Regions from separate parts of the Ovis aries genome. Here region 1 is linked to region 2. The links are chromatin contacts, called in public Hi-C maps. All regions are on one chromosome and are shown on one strand. Each heading gives the region's core, a stretch centred on a gene start, on an enhancer-like site or on the middle of the called end of the contact. The rest is flanking DNA. Distances are from core to core; before and after follow the strand shown.

Evidence for each region. Hi-C and Micro-C count contacts between places; a contact is called where the count stands out from the background.
Region 1: a contact with region 2 is called in a Hi-C map of hypothalamus, with 4 times the contacts expected there. The contact joins the promoter of EMC7 here to the promoter of LPCAT4 in region 2. A contact is called at or near these places in 4 of 16 Hi-C or Micro-C datasets (blood, hypothalamus and tail adipose tissue).

What each region holds. Positions count from the first base shown.
Region 1 is chr7:26,688,428-26,693,371 of ARS-UI_Ramb_v3.0, reverse strand. It overlaps EMC7 (ER membrane protein complex subunit 7), which reads right to left and starts at 1,320. Exons shown (of 5, transcript XM_004010419.6): 1 at 1,054-1,320. The coding sequence starts at 1,286.
Region 2 is chr7:26,464,122-26,469,180 of ARS-UI_Ramb_v3.0, reverse strand. It overlaps LPCAT4 (lysophosphatidylcholine acyltransferase 4), which reads right to left and starts at 1,448. Exons shown (of 14, transcript XM_027971651.2): 1 at 1,240-1,448. The coding sequence starts at 1,353.

The sequences.
Region 1 (4,944 bases), core at 71-2,570, 220 kb before region 2:
TTATTAGGGTGAAACTTCAAGAATGGCCTAATGCCAGATTTTTAATGATAAACAGCACTTTAAAAATGATAGTAAGCTTCTCTTCATTATTTATTAATCTGAGTTTGAAATTCTCATTCAAAGGCACCCGGAGACTCTGAATGTTTACAAAACAGATTTAGAATTAAATTGTCTTGTTTTCAGATACCACTTGTCAGTATACAAACCCATCAGAGGAACACTTCCTTTACCAGATACTTTCAGTTCAAAGTTTCACTTTCCAAGCAGCAATTGAAAAGATTTAAAATATCATATTACACTATACCTAGTCATCTGAAAAGCAAGCTGACACAGAACTACAGTGCTAATAAATTCACCACGTCTTTTAAATATAGGCTCAAATCCTATTTCTACTCATTGCCAGACAGAAGTGCATAAACACTGTAGAGTCTTACATAAATGACAACAGCGATGTTGCAAATCCCTCGATAACGTCAAGTGTAAAAAAGAACAACAATCCCACTTCCAGGCAAAAAAGGTGCTTTGATTAGGGACTTCAGGGCCCATTAATTTTAGAAGTAGCAACATTAGCCTCCAGTCTGTGTCATCACTAGAAGCCCTGTGGGCTTTGAGAATTCCCACTTGCTTAGCATCATTCTACACAACATGAAGCTACCAAAAGACTGAAATGAAGTGCAAAAAGAGGCCAAATTCCGGGGAAACCAGATGAGATGCAAAGGAAAGATTCATCAAAAGACAAATAAAGGGGTCCACCTATCCCCAGGGCCCAGAAGTGGTCGTCCCCATCCAGGGCTAAAAGGGAGTTAAAGATAACTGACTCCGCCGCTCTGGCCCTGGGACGAGCACCTGCCATCCTCATTTCTGTGGTGCAGGATCGGGAAGGGGAAAACGTCAGACTGCCTGACAAGGTACCCCCGGCACAGACCGCTAACGGTGCTCGCCCTTTCACCCTCGGACAGCGACGTCGTCCGGTTTTGACACCTAGCGCCCCCAGGGAGAATCCCCTTTCAGCTTCCATCCCAGCTGCTTTCGCGCTGCCCTCAGGATGCTCACTTCAGAAAGCCGACGTGCTCTTCTCCGTCTACCAGCACTCGGGCCGCCGAGATCCAGTCCTGGGGTTTCACTCCAGGGACAACCGCACGCCCCTCAATCTTGAAGCGATCTCCAATGCCGACCCCACTCCCTCCTGACCCGTCAGAGGTAGACCCAGACACGTCCGAGCTCTGGGCATCCCTTGATAGTAGCAGCAGGAGGACGGAAAAGAAGGCCCATAGCGTGGCCGCCATGACAGCAGCTCTCGGCGGTCAGGCCGGTAGCCCCGGAAACCCTCCCCGTCTCTCGCAGTCGCCGCAGCCGCGAGCTGATGTCGTCATCTCTGCGCGTCGGGTTCGGGCGCCCGCTATGGGCTCAAACCGCAGCGCAGGAGTCTGGGCCAGTCCACCAGCGAGATGCGAGTGTTGCGGCGACGCCCGCGCGCTAGAGAATGGAGGGCGCTGTGAGGTGCGCCACTTAAGGCAGCTGCCCACAAAGCGAAAGTGAAGTGTGAGATGTTGTGGTCCGCACTGAGAGCGACGAGGATCTTAAGTGTGTGTTCCCTGTTAAGTCCATTCAGTCGTATCCGACTGTTTGAGACCCTATGACTGTAGCCCTCCAAGCTCCTCTGTCCATGGAATTCTCCAGGAAAGAGGGGGAGTAGGTTGCCATGCCCTCCTTCTGGGGATCTTCCCAACCCAGGGATCGACCCTCATCTCTTATGCCCCATGCATTGGCAGGCGAACTTTTTTTCCCTAAATCACCAGCGCGACCTGAAAAAAAAAATTCAGACAGAGAGATGAGGATCTTAAATAGTGTCTGCAAATGAGGTTCTGATTTAGATAGAAACAAGTCCAGAACAGAGCGTTTAAAAAGCCCTGAGAGATTCCGCAAAACGTGCAAGATGAAAGGCACCCGTTTGTATGTTTCAGTTCAGTTCAGTCACTCAGTCGTGTCCGACTGTTTGCGACCCCATGAATCGCAGCACGCCAGGCCTCCCTGTCCATCACCAACTCCCGGAGTTTACCCAAACTCATGTGCATTGAGTTTTGTCAATGCCATCCAGCCATCTCATCCTCTGTCGTCCCCTTCTCCTCCCGCCCCCAAGCCCTCCCAGCATCAGGGTCTTTTCCAATGAGTCAACTCTTCGCGTGAGATGGCCAAAGTATTGGAGTTTCAGCTTCAGCATCATTCCTTCCAAAGAACACCCAGGACTGATCTCCTTTAGGATGGACTTGTTGGATCACCTTGGAGTCCAAGGGACTCTCAAGCGTCTTCTTCAACACCACAGTTCAAAAGCATTAATTCTTTGGCACTCAGCTTTCTTTACAGCCCAACTCTCACATCCATACATGACCACTGGAAAAACCGTAGCCTTGACTAGACAGACCTTAGTCGGCAAAGTAATGTCTCTGCTTTTGAATATGCTATCTAGGTTGGTCATAACTTTTCTTCCAAGGAGTAAGCGTCTTTTAATTTCATGGCTGCAATCACCATCTGCAGTGATTTTGGAGCCCCAAAAAATAAAAAGTCAGCCACTGTTTCCACTGTTTCCCCATCTATTTCCCATGAAGTGATGGGACCGGATGCCATGATCTTTGTTTTCTGAATGTTGAGCTTTAAGCCAACTTTTTCACTCTCCTCTTTCACTTTCATCAAGAGGCTTTATAGTTCCTCTTCACTTCTGCCATAAGGGTGGTGTCATCTGCATATCTGAGGTGATTGATATTTCTCCCGGCAATCTTGATTCCAGCTTGTGCTTCTTCCAGCCCAGCATTTCTCATGATGTACTCTGCATAGAAGTTAAATAAGCAGGGTGACAATATACAGCCTTGACGTACTCCTTTTCCTATTTGGAACCAGTCTGTTGTTCCGTGTCCAGTTCTAACTGTTGCTTCCTGACCTGCATATAGGTTTCTCAAGAGGCAGGTCAGGTGGCAAGAATACACAGAAGAACTGTACAAAAAAGATCTTCACGACCCAGATAATCACCATGTTGTGATCACTCACCTAGAGCCAGACATCCTGGAATGTGAAGTCAAGTCACATTAGCCTTAGAAAGCATCACTAGGAAAAAAGCTAGTGGAGGTGATGGAATTCCAGTTGAGCTATTTCAAATCCTGAAAGATGATGCTGTGAAAGTGCTGCACTCAATATGCCAGCAAATTTGGAAAATTCAGCAGTGGCCACAGGACTGGAAAAGATCAGTTTTCATTCAATCCCAAAGAAAGGCAATGCCAAAGAATGTTCAAACTGCCACACAATTGCACTCATTTCACATGCTAGTAAAGTTTGTATGTTTAAAGTAGATAAAATCTCTGCACAGAAAAACAGCTGGAGAAATATGTACTGTTAACAAAGGGTTACGTCTGGTGAAAAGGGAAAGAGTTTGAGGGAATCTATCTGCATTTATTTATCTACATTACACCATTCGTCGAGTTTTGAATGCTTTACCATGATAACAAATGAGTAGGGGGAATAGACTGCAGCACGCCAGGCTTTCCTGTCTATCACCAACTCCTAGAGCTTACTCAAACTCATGTCCCATTGGTGATGCCATCCAACCATCCTCTGTTGTCCCCTTCTCCTCCTGCCTTCAATCTTTCCCAGCATCAGGGTCTTCTTAAATGAGTCAGCCCCTCCCATCAGGTGACCAAAGTATTGGAGTTTCAGCTTCAGCATCAGTCCTTCCAATGAATACTCAGGAATGATTTCCTTTAGGATGGACTGGTTGGATCTCCTTGCAGTCCAAGGGACTCTCAAGCGTCTTCTCCAACATCACAGTTCAAAAGCATCAATTCTTAGGGGCTCAACTTTCTTTATAGTCCAACTCTCACATCCATACATGACTACTGGAAAAACCATTGCTTTGACCAGACAGACCTTTGTTGGCAAAGTAATGTCTCTGCTTTTTAATAGTCTGCCTAGGTTGGTCATAGCTTTTCTTCCAAGGAGCAAGAATCTTTTAATTTCAAGACTGCAGTCACCATCTGCAGTGATTTTTGGAGCCCCCCAAAATAAAGTCTCTCACTGTTTCCATTGTTTCCCCATCTATTTGCCAGGAAGCAATGGGGCCATTGCCATGATCTTAGTTTTCTAAATGTTGAGTTTTAAGCCAGCTTTTTCAGTTTCCTCTTTCACTTTCATCAAGAGGCTCTTTAGTTCTTTTCCCTCTCGGCCATAAGGGTGGTGTCATCTGTGTATCTGAGGTTATTGATATTTCTCCTGGCAATCTTGATTCGAGCTTATGCTTCTTCCAGCCCAGCAGTTCTCAGGATGTACTCTGCATGTAAGTTAAATAAGCAGGGTGACAATATACGGCCTTGATGTACTCCTTTTCCTATTTGGAACCAGTCTGTTTTTCCATATCCAGTTCTAACTGTTGCTTCTTGACCTGCATACAGATTTCTGAGGAGGCAGGTCAGGTGGTCTGGTATCCCATCTCTTTAAGAATTTTCCGCAGTTTATTGTGATCCACAGTCAAAGGCTTTGGCATAGTCGATAAAGAAGAAATAGATGTTTTTCTGGAACTATTGTGCCTTTTCGATGTTCCAACATATTTTGGCAATTTGATCTCTGGTTCCTCTGCCTTTTCTAACTCCAACTTGAACATCTGGAAGTTCACAGTTCATATACTGTCGAAGTCTGGCTTGGAGAATTTTGACCATTACTTTGCTAGCCTGTGAGATGATAGCAATTGTGTGGTAGTTTGGCATTGCCTTTTTTTGGTATTGGAGTGAAAACAGACCTTTTCCAGTCCTGTGGCCACTGCTGAATTTTCCAAATTTGCTGGTATATTGAGTGCAGCACTTTCACAGCATCATCTTTCAGGATTTGAAATAGCTCAACCGGTATTCCATCACTTCCACTAGCTTTGTTCGTAGTGATGCTTTCTAAGGCTAATGTGACTTG
Region 2 (5,059 bases), core at 199-2,698:
TGGGAGAAAAGGCCACTTCAGGGCTGTGAGATGCTCCTTACAGGCTTCCCCCCCAACAAGGATGGACCCAGGAGCAGAGGGCCATCAACCCCACCCCTGTGGATCAGCAGATAAGTAGTGTGGGAACAGGAGATGGGATTGGAACGCAAGGTGGGATGAAGATACCAATAAGGGAAAGAGGATAAACGATTAATAGATCAGTGGCCTCATTTTCGTGTCTTTCAGTTGGTCCCCACCACATCTACAAAATTAAAAGGCTGTTAAGAGGATTCAAGGATAACCAGTGTGAAAGCGCCCAGCACTGTGTTTGGTGTAGAGTAGGCTAGAGATAGTTCCTCCTCCCCCCACTCTCTTCCATAAATAGATCCCACGTCCAGCAGAAACCAGGTGCATAGTCCTTTTCATTGTGGGCCTGGGAGGTAGAGGCCAGAAAACAGAGAGGTCCACTTTTCAGACCCAGGCCAGTCTCTAGTTCTGCCCAGCAGCACGCCCCCAGTTCTAAGAACTTGGGGGAGAAAAAGAGTTCGGCCTTACTCCACACGGCAGGGGTTGCCAGGGTGACTTCAGGGGCTGCCCTGGGGAACGTGCAGGTAAACAAACCGAGTTCCAGGAGCCGACCTCAGGGGAGATGAAAGCAAAAGAAACCTTGGACACTCCCTTCTCACACCATTCCGCAGCTCCCCCAGGCCCCTGCGGCCCTCCACTTCCTGTAGCCAACCCCCTTCTTTACTTCCCTCCCCGCCCCCACCATGAGGTGCTGCAATGCGCGTGGAGGAGAGGGTAGTGCAAAGTGGGGTTGCTGGAAGGGCGCAGGGGGTGCAGGCTCCGGGCCCAGCAAGCTCTTCCATGTCAGAGCCTCGGAAAAGCACTCAGCACGCCTCTGCCCCCACCCCCGCTCTTCGTAGCCTCCAACTCCATTCTAGCCCATCTGCATCCGCAGGATGTAATCCGCAGTCTCCAGGGTTCTCCATCTCGCCCACCGCTGGGTCCCCTGCAGTTCTCCAGGCTCACCTAGTCAATTCTCACACACCTTCAGCCTGCCTATCGCCCAAGCCCGCGTCCTCTCCAGGACTCCTTGACCACCCCCGCCGCCCCCCACGTGCGAACCCCGGACTCCCCGCCCGGCTAGCCTCTCACCAACCTCCTTCCTGGATCTCCATCCCCATCTGCGTCAAGGCTCTAAAGGCCTCCTTTTTCTATCCGCGCGAGTCCTCCGGGCGCCCCCCGCCCACACCTTACCTTAACCCTCTGGAGGCGGGAGAGATGTAACTCGTGCACGAAAGGGTTGGGGGGCGCTGGGGGTCCGGGGGTAGGGTCGAGGGGGGCCCAGTCCCCCGGACTTCCCTGGCTCATAGCGGCGGGAGAAGGTGGGAGGGCGGGCGCCCCGGCCCGGCCCCGGGCCCCTCTTTGCAGAGCAGCGGCTGCGCCTGCAGCGGCGGTGGCGCTCTGGCCGCGGCCCCGCCTGGTGCGGGGCGCCGAGGGGCGGGGAGCAGGCGGCGCTGCCGGGCCCGCGTTGTCAGGGAGCCGGCCGAGGGGCGGGGCTTCCAGCGCCCGGGTGCTCCGGCTCCTCCGCGACCGCAGCCGCGGCCGCAGCCCCTCGGGCCATTGTTACGAGGCTGCGGGTTGCGGGAGCGCAATGTCCGCCTGCAGGTTGTTCCCTGGCCTGGCCCTCTGGGAGTTCCTCTGGGAAGATTCGGCCTCCGCCTCCCCGCAGGCCTCCGGCTCGGAGCGGGTTTAGGGCCGCGGGGAGCGAGCGAAGCGAAGAACGCCCTACGACCCCGCCCGGGCGTGGAGGTCACCCTGCAAGCGCAGATAGGGTGGGGCCCTCCGGCGGATGAGCAAGGAACGGTGGGCGCTCAGTGCGCGGAGGCCCGCAGCTCCCGGGCGACGCTGGCCCGAGCTGTCCCGGTGACTCCCGAGCCCCATCCATCTCTCGGAGGCCGACCACCTTTCCTTCCTGGTCGTGTCGACGCCATCGCGCGTGAACTTGGACGCTCGCGCCCTCTGGCGACCGCCTTGTGTCTCACAGCTCGGCGTCCGCGTACTACCTTCGTTAGGCAGGGCTGCCTGTCGGTTGTAAGGACTCCTTGAGCCATGCAGACTCGGGTCACAAACTTATAAGAGCCCAACTAGAGCTGGCTAGGGACGGGCAGTGAGAACCTGGAAAGCTGGGATACGTGTCTCTTTTTCCTGTCTTTCTATTTCTCTCTTTTCCTCTCTCCACTGCTTGAGAGGACAAAGGAATACCCTTCATTCCCAAACTACCCTGGAAAACTCATAAACCGTTGTCGTCAGGTTGTGGTGAGATCAGGGAATTGGGTAGACTCTGAGATCCACACCCAGTGACACAATCAGAAAGATAATTCTTGTGACAAAAAGGAAATAAAAGCCTCATTGCTTTTGGAAAGAATTTGCCTTCAGTTCACCCTGCTTTAGGGCTCTCTCCTTCATCTTTGTCAGTCACCGTATCTTGAGGGTAATGGAAACAATGGCAGGTCAATGGGCTATTGGGTCATTGAGTAATATTAATCTTTTACTGGAAAGGAGACCAGGCAAAAGCTAGGACTCACTTCTAGCTAGACCCCCTTCCCTCCCTTCTTGCCCCATAATCTACCCACTTACATTCCTGCCTCTGTTCTTATGTCAACTACAAATTGGCGCTTGCCAACGGTATTTGCCTCCTGCGTTTGTCGATATTAAATCTTGTGCTTCTGTGGCAGCTGACCTTCAGCACACCCTGGATGGAGTTAAGGGTGGAAAGTGAGGCAGTGTGTGCTCCAGGGAAACTGGTGGAGCAGGTTTTTAGATAGGTTGATATTTTCAGGAACTTATCTTATGATCTTAATCCTTGCATCTTCTTATATCTAGAAAAGCACTAAATCCTTCAGAGTGACATCAGCTCCTAGCAGAATATCTTTTGTAAGTTAAGTGCTTGATTGCATTGAACTCCCCTTTCACCAGAATCATATACAATCACCTCCTTCCGCTGCCTCTTTGGAGCAGTTTCTCAGAGCTATCTGAGGTGCTGTATCCTGGGCTATGGTCCTGATTTTTCCTCATATAAAACTTAACTCTCAATTCTCATGTTGTGCATGTTTTTGAGTCACCACTTAGGAGAGCAGCCAGCATTCTCAGAGAAATGAAAGGATATCCTCAGTTCAGTTCAGTTCAGTTCAGTTGCTCAGTCGTGTCCGACTCTAACCCCATGAATTGCAGCATGGCAGGCCTCCCTGTCCATCACCAACTCCCGGAGTTCACTCAGACTCATGTCCATCGAGTCGGTGATGCCACCCAGCCATCTCATCCTCTGTCATCCCCTTCACCTCCTGACCCCAATCCCTCCCAGCATCACAGTCTTTTCCAATGAGTCAACTCTTCACATGAGGTGGCCAAAGTACTGGAGTTTCAGCTTTAGCATCATTCCTTCCGAAGAACACCCAGGACTGATCTCCTTCAGAACGGACTGGTTGGACCTCCTTGTAGTCCAAGGGACTCTCAAGAGTCTTCAACACCACAGTTCAAAAGCATCAGTTCTTTGGCGCTCAGCTTTCTTCACAGTGCGACTCTCACATCCATACATGACTCCTGGAAAAACCATAGCCTTGACTAGACAGACCTTTGTTGTAGGCAATATTTATTTATTATAGATTTTTAGACATGATTCCATATCTCTTTAATTTTAACAATTTTTCACCTTTTTTGAGATATTAATGCCATATATGTAAGTTTAAAGTGTACAATGTGATTATTAGATATAGATATACATTTTACCTATTATTTAAGGGAAACCAGGTTCTGTATGTCTTGGCTTTTCCAAAGTAGTTTCAATATTTTTATAATTTAATTTTTTAAATTAAGGAAATTCATTAAAAGCATAATTGCACATAAGTTGTTTTTTATGCTTCTAATATTTTGAATTTAGTTCAGTTGCTAAGTTGTGTCTGACTCTGTGTAACCCCATGGACTGGAGCACACCAGGCTTTCCTGTCCTTCACCATCTTCTGGAGCTTGCACAAACTCAGGTCCATTGAGTCGGTGATGCCATCCAACCATCTCATTTTCTGTTGTCCCCTTTTTCTCCTGTGCTGCTGTAGCAGCTGAACTTTAGCACACTCTGAATGGAGTTAAAGGTGGAAAGTGAGGCAGTGTGTGCTCCAGGGAAACTGGTGGAACAGGTTTTTAGGTAGGTAGATACTTAATTTTAGAGGATGGCGTAATCTTTCCCAGCATCAGGGTCTTTTCCATGAGTCAGTTCTTCGCCGGAGAAGGCAATGGCACCCCACTCCAGTACTCTTGCCTGGAGGATCCCAGGTCCGGGGGAGCCTGGTGGGCTGCCATCTATGGGGTCGCACAGAGTCGGACACGACTGAAGCAACTTAGCAACAGCAGCAGCAGCAGCAGCAGCAGTTCTTCACATCAGGTGGCCAAAGTATTGTAGCTTCAGCTTCAACATCAGTCCTTCCAATGAATATTCAGGACTGATTTCCTTTAGGATGGACTGGTTGGATCTCCTTGCAGTCCAAGGGACTCTCAAGAGTCTTCTCCAACATCACAGTTCAAAAGCATCAATTCTTGGGCGCTTAGCCTTCTTAATGGTCCAACTCTCACATCCATACATGACTACTGGAAAAATCATAACTTTGACTATATGGATCTTTGTTGGCAAAGAAATGTCTCTGCTTTTTAATATGCGGTCTAGGTTGGTCATAGCTTTTCTTCCAAGGAGCAAGTGTCTTTTAATTTCATGGCTGCAGTCACCATCTGCAGTGATTTTGGAGCCCAAGAAAATAAAGTCTGTCACTGTTTCCCCATCTATTTTCCATGAAATGATGGGACCAGATGCCATGATCTTCACTTTTTGAATGTTAAGTTTTAACCCAATTTTTTCACTCTCCTTTTTCACCTTCATTAAAACTTTCTTTAGTTCCTCTTTGCTTTCTGCCATAAGGGTGGTGTCATCATTTCTCTTGGCAATCTTGATTCCAGCTTGTGCTTCATCCAGCCTGGCATTTTGCATGATGTACTCTGCAAAACTCTAAAAGTTTTGCCCTCCTGTAAC